Regions from separate parts of the Oryctolagus cuniculus genome. Here region 2 is linked to region 1. The links are chromatin contacts, called in public Micro-C maps. All regions are on one chromosome and are shown on one strand. The core of a region is the stretch at or near the end of the contact, and the rest is flanking DNA. Distances in the headings are between cores, read along the strand shown. Region 1 has its middle 26 kb from the start of SMC1B. Region 2 overlaps FBLN1 (fibulin 1).

Region 1 (3,097 bases), core at 350-2,849:
GTTTCTCTATGAAGGGCAGCCCCGTGCGTGTGTGTACGTGTGTGTGCATGTGTGTGCGTGTGCGCGCACGTGTGTGTGTGTGCATGTGTGTGTGCGGGTGCGTGTGTGTGTGTGTTCACTCTCTCACCTTTTGAATAAAATCTACCTTGTATATGTCAGCACTTAGAATTCTTATGACAAGAACCTGGAGTAAAAACAAACCAACCCCCCACTCAGCCACATCAGGGCTGTGGCTGCCCCCCGGGAATGCCCTGCTCCGCCACGAGGGGGGAAAAGCCGGGTCTCAGTTACAGGCAGCCGGAGATAAAGAGGCAGTTCTTCCCCGTTCTATTCACGGACACCCCTTCCCCAGTAAGAAACTCTGTATTATACCCACGTCCTGATGAGAATAAACTGAGCTTCAGGCAGGAGAAGCGGTTTGCTCAGGACCGTGTGATACTGAGCCAGGCTGGAATCCGGTGCCCCTGGGGACTCCTGCCTTCCATCTGTCCACTGCAGATCACCCTGCTGGCCTGGCGGGGCTGACTGGAGGGACCCCTGCGCAGCAGATGTGTGCACGTGCTTAAGGCAGGGCAGGGCTCCACAATCAGCGGGGAGCCCGGGGTCCCTCACGGTGCTGAGTCGTGGGGCACACAGCAGGATGGGGCTCTGGTGCCTGTCCTGCCGCTGTCAGCGTCCTTGGGTGATCTGAGGCTGTTGCAAGGAGCCCCACCCTCCCTCAGGGGCACCGGGCCCAGCTGGGTGGGGGCAGGAAGCTGGCCGGTCACGCTGGCTCCAGGCGGGGTGGGCGCGAGAGGCTTCCGCAGCCTTGACCCAAACCTCCCAGCCAAACAAGCCCCTGGGGAGGGAAGAATGGAATCAATCTCTCGCTTGCTTCATGTGGCCGGGCGGGCGCATCAGCTCTGGGCCCTCCTTCTCTCCTCGCCATTCCCCTGGAGGCTGGGGCTGAGCCCTGAGGGGACTCGCTGGGGGTCTGTTGTCCCAGGATTGCAGGTGAACAGGGGCTGCAGAAGGAGGGGCTGCCAACCTGGGTCTGGGGGGCAGATGTGGAGCCCCCCCCCCCCGCAACCTTGGCCCCAACTCCGCGTTTCTGTGCTTTGTGCCACTTCAGAGAAGTTGCTTTACCTCTGGGAGACTCGGTTTTTCTAGCTGTAAAATGGGAACCTGGAGGCCAACCTACAGGTCAGGGTTACCAAGCAGGGGGTAAGTAGATGAATGTCTGAAAAAGCCCGCCCCTGGGGCTGGTGCTAGGCACAGTGGCTAAGCCTCCACCTGAGGCGCCAGCATCCCCTCTGGGTGCCGGTTCAGGTCCCGGCTGCTCCTCTTCTGGGCGGTTCTCTGCTGTGGCCTGGGAGAGCAGGAGAAGACGGCCCAAGTGCTTGGGGCCCTGCACCCACGTGGGAGACCCGGAAGATGCTCCTGACTCTGACTTCAGATCGGCCCAGCTCTGGCTGTTGCGGCCATGTGGGGAGTGAACCAGTGGATGGAAGACCTCTGTCTCTCTGTCTTGCCCTCTCTCTCTCTAACTCTACATTTCAAATAATAAGCAAACCTTGGAGGAGGAGGAGGAGCAGGAAGAGGAAGAAGAGGAGGTGAAGAGGAAGAAGAAGATCCCGTCTGAGTCTTGTGCTCAGGCCTCGGAAACCGTGAGGAAGTGAGCCGTAGGGGTCGTGCCCCCTGGGCTCAGACACCAGCCTGTCACCTCCGGGCCGTGAACTCGGGAAAGAGCCTGCATTTCCAAGGCTCTCTTTCCACATCTGTAAAGTACAGATAATAAACATACCATCATCGCAGTATTATTCTGAGAATTAAATGACATAATTCATGAGCGGGCTTGGCACTTAGGATGAACTTGATAAATTATTCTGTTAAGGCTTTTCGGGGTTTAGGAGTGGAAAGCGCCGTGCCAGGAATGGTTTTTGGAAGGAACTGAAATCACTCACGCAGAACCTAATGGGGGCAAGATAAAGTTCTCCGTCGCAGTTCAAAACACAAGTTCTGTATAAATATTTTTCCGTTTCTGTCTCAGAGGAGCCACCCCCGCCCATAATAATCAGCTCACGGAACCTTCAGAGAAGAATGTCAGACGAGCAGACCTGGTGCGTGACAGCTTGTGGCACTCACTGCTCTGTTCTTTCCTCGTTCGACAAACCCTTATTGAGCACCGTCTGTTTACCTGGGGGTCCCTTGGGGTGAGGGAGGCCAGGGAGGAATTTCGGGGTCCTTGAGCCGACGAGTTCGCCACCAAGAGCCGTTCGGCCTTCCAGTTGAAAGTTCAGATGCACAGCCTGAAACTGACTAAGAGGCTGGCTCCCCCCCAGCCAGAAACACGCTGGAAAATGGATCTTCTGGGATCCTTGTCCAACAGCCATTTCTTGGAATCGTAAATGTCTGAGGGCTGCTGCAATACTTGAGATTATCTTGTTTTCTTTGCCCATTGAAGCCAAGATTTGAATGTTACATCTGCGTGTGTATCTTTGATAATAAGAACCACATGTTGTCGGTGGAAATGACTGGAAATTACACTGAATGTCAGAATGTGGGGTTTTAGATTCCCTCTTGGAAGGCAGCACTGAGAAACAAACACAAGACGTCGGGCCCGTCCATCACTTGGGGATGTCGCAACCCACAGGGCTCCACCCCCCTCCTGGCTCCAGGCACCTGCAGGGCGCGAGGCGAGGAAGCATCTGGGTGAAGCCCCCGCCGCTTGGCGGCAGCGGCCCAGGACTGGAGGGAAAGGTCCACCTCGCTCTGAGCCCCTTCACTGCTCCGGAAGCGTCTACCTGCGGTCCACTGCCACGCACTGTCCTCCCACACCTGCTCCTCTTCCCACACTCCAAGTAAGTGGAGCGCCCGGTGCTGAAGGAGAGCCCGCCCCCTCCCCCGTGCTGCCCCCATGCCAGTCAAGAGCTGGCCCTCCTCACTCTGATTTGCCACCCATGCTCGTCCCTTTGGCCCCTCCTGCATGAGGTCCTCCGCCAGACCCCTCCTCTTGCCAACCCCACAGCCTGTCCTCACCTCCTCGTCTTCCCTCCCTCCAGCCAAAGTGGTCTTTGGAAAAACCCAATCCCATTGGCCATGGCCTTTTTTTTTTTTT
Region 2 (3,097 bases), core at 275-2,774, 66 kb after region 1:
ACACAGCAGACAGTTCGCCTGGGAAGAGGCTTGGGGGAAGCGGGGCAGTCAGCCCTTTGAGGGGAGCGAGCAGAGTGTGGGGCGTCTCTGCTGCAGTTTCGGGAGGCAGTGGGGTGATGAGCGTTAGGGAAGGGCTTTCTTGTGATGTTGAAGTGTTGTCAAATGCCTGGCACTACTCTCGCTAACCATCTCCTTTTTTTATGATGTACCAGATATTGACGAGTGTGAGAGTGGTATTCATAACTGCCTCCCCGATTTTATCTGTCAGAATACTCTGGGATCCTTCCGCTGCAGACCCAAGCTACAGTGCAAGAGTGGCTTTATACAAGATGCTCTAGGCAGCTGTATTGGTAAGACACGCTGCCGCCAGGGCGCCCCGGGCTCCGCCGGCGGGGTACGGCGTCCGCCGCTCCGCTCCGGGGCCTCTGTCCGTGCGGGGGCAGCCGGCAGGTAGTTCAGGCCTTGTGGGCCGTGTGGGCTGTGTCAGGTGCTCGAATCTGCCGCGGTGTGAAAGTACCCAGGGACAACAAACAAGTGAACAAGTGGGAGACACTGTTCCCAGAAATCTTTGTTTACAAAAACGGATGGCACGGTTTGGATGCTGGAGTTGGAGATGCCCGGTTCTGAGCCGAATGGACCAGCCACATTTACTCTTAACCCCTGGTATACGGGCTCGAGCAGGTGCCAGCAAGATGACCGCCGCGGCTCCCTGCCCCAGCTTGTAGTCGGCTGGACGGCGTTCTGGAGAGACTCTTGGCAGTGGGCTTCAGAGAGACCAGGGGAGAAGAGCGGGAGCCAGGGCCCCGGGGTGGGGACTGGGGAGCCAGCGTTCTCTGGGGACAGAGTCCGAGTTTTGCCAGATGAAGGCGTCCGGGACGTGGCTGGTGGTGATGGTCACACAGCTGTGAGACCGTACCCGGTGCCCTGGAGCTGTGCCCTTACAGACGGGCAGGACGGCCAGGTTGACGTGACGCGCATTTCACCACGATAAAAACGAGAGCTCTGTGTTGGTCTCGGGGAGGACTGGTGGGAAAGGAGAGAAAGTGCCAGGTGGACTGAGTGGAAATGGGGGGTCACAGCGCACCGCTCACGCTGGGGGAGGACAGCGCGGGACGGGGCCCACGGCACCTGTGCGGGAATGTGGCAGGCGAGCCGTCCAGGCGAGCCGTCCGGCTCTGCCGCACCTGCCTCCGAGCCCCTCCCTCAGCCTTGCCTTGCCTTGCCCTCTGCGTGGCAGAAGCTTCGGTCCTGCCTCTGGCTCTGGGCCCTGAGCGCCGCCAGTCGGAGCCCACCCCCCTGGGTGGCTGCCGCCCGCTCCCCTCTAGAGGCCGAAGCTTTGTCTGATTTTGTCAGCTTCTCTCAGAAAAGCCGCACTGACCTTGCGTTTGAGAGGGAATTGAAGGCCTCGGCTGGGCTGCCAGCTGGCCCCTCGCCAGCCTCCTGTGAGCTGCGCGGTCAGCGCTCAGCACCGGGGGCCCCTGAGCAGGGCGGGCGCTGCTCAGACTTGCCGGTGGCTTAGGGGGCTCCGCCGAGGAGGCTGGCAGCTGTTGGGGCTGGAAACCCTGACTCACGGCACAGTCAGTCCCGCTTCCCACAAAGAACCTTGGCAAGTCTGAACGTGGTCCCGATCTCCCCGCTGCTGTGGGGAGGAACGGCTCGGCACTCGTCCCCCCACCCCCACCCCACCCCGGATCTGGGGCCCTTGGAGCCAGGCTGCCGGAGCTCTGGCTGGCTTCCCTGGGGTCCTCACCGAACCCTCAGCTCTCAGGCTCCTCCAGCTCAGCCTGCTGTGGGGGGGGGGGGGGGTCTCAGTCCTCAGACCGAGTGCCGCGTCCTTCGCTTGGCAAAGTGCTTTTGTGTCTCTGGCTGAGCACGGGCAGCGCCAGAGAGCTCGAGCAGATGCGCGTTAGGGAGAAGCCGTCAGGATTTCTAGCACCAGGAGAAACTTGTCTTTTAGTTCCACTTCTCTGGGACGTCTTGGAAGTGCCCTTGAACTTCCTGTTGAGAGACGGGCAGACCCGGCGTGAGCGTAGGACTGCGCTCCCGCGCCTTTTGGTGCTTGTGGAGGCCGGACTGCTCGGGCTTTTTCCTTCTCCTTTCCTGTCTTTAAGCCCACTTGGCGGTGTAGTAGACGTCTGGTGTCAGCACTTTGAAGTTGTCTTTAGCGAAATGATTGACTGCATCGGCAAGAATGACTGTCAGGAGAGAGCGCCAGGTGTTGCCAAAATCCGGCTTCCCAGGCCCCAGAGCCTCTCCCGGGCAGCGGGGCTTGGGACCAGAGGCCTCCTCCCTGGGGTAAACCTGGAATTTTCCGGAACCTTGCGCTGTGCTCACCCAGGGCCTTGCGGCTGTCGTGTCTTCCTCAAGTTCTGTTTTTTCCTCTTTCTCTGAGTCCCCTCCCCCAGCCCCTGGCCGCCTCCTTAGGAGGGGGAGGGGCTGGGCCTTGGGAGGCTCCCACCACATCTGGACTCTGCCCCAGGGAGGAAGCGTGGGGTGGCTGGGTCCCCAGCAGCTGGGACTGCCCAGGTCCTCCCCACAAGGCCCCTAAGAGGGAGCGGCTATGCAGTGCCTTCCTGGGACTCGTCGATCTCCATGTGGTCGCCCTCGCATTCATTCATTTGCTCACTCATTAATTCAGCCACTGGTTTCCTAGTCCTGGATGGGGTGTGCAGCTCCCTCTTCAGTATCTCGGGGGGTGGGGACACACCATCCCCCACATCCCACGGAACAGTGTGGGAATCGTGGAACCTGAGAGGCGCGCTTGCCTTGCTGGCGGCTGTGAGACAGCCCCTCAGCTCCTTCCAAACGCACACAGCAGCACAGAGCGATCCCCCAAGGTGGCTTTGCAGGGCCTGGGTCCTTGCAGGAGACCACGCCTGGCCAGAGCCCAGTCTGCGCGTGGGACGCGGCTCTCGGTTATCCCTGGCTCGCGCTCGGTCCTTGCGTGCCCATCAGAGGTTAACACCGCGCAGTCACCACATCAGGGCGTGTCTGGGCGAGACAAGAGACCGCTGGGCAGTGACCTCAGAGAACCCAGAGTGGGGTCTCCGGGGAGGTGGTGCTCAGAGGGCCACAGGGGCCGGGTGTCCCTGGAGGC

Evidence for each region. A called contact is a pair of places that touch in the nucleus more often than the background predicts.
Region 2: a contact with region 1 is called in a Micro-C map of ear pinna, with 3 times the contacts expected there. The contact joins two enhancer-like sites. A contact is called at or near these places in 3 of 6 Hi-C or Micro-C datasets (ear pinna, psoas muscle and an unstated tissue).

Annotation. Positions count from the first base shown.
Region 1 is chr11:120,149,207-120,152,303 of mOryCun1.1, forward strand. No RefSeq gene overlaps it. Among named protein-coding and RNA genes, the nearest start is that of SMC1B, 26 kb to the left of the region's middle. Within about 2 kb of position 1,600, at least 2 of the 8 cell types and tissues checked have an H3K27ac peak or open chromatin away from gene starts, as enhancers often do. A contact at or near this core is called in ear pinna, where this site is marked.
Region 2 is chr11:120,215,192-120,218,288 of mOryCun1.1, forward strand. It overlaps FBLN1 (fibulin 1), which reads left to right. Exons shown (of 17, transcript XM_051840583.2): 8 at 213-350. Among named protein-coding and RNA genes, the nearest start is that of FBLN1, 28 kb to the left of the region's middle. Within about 2 kb of position 1,525, at least 2 of the 8 cell types and tissues checked have an H3K27ac peak or open chromatin away from gene starts, as enhancers often do. A contact at or near this core is called in ear pinna, where this site is marked.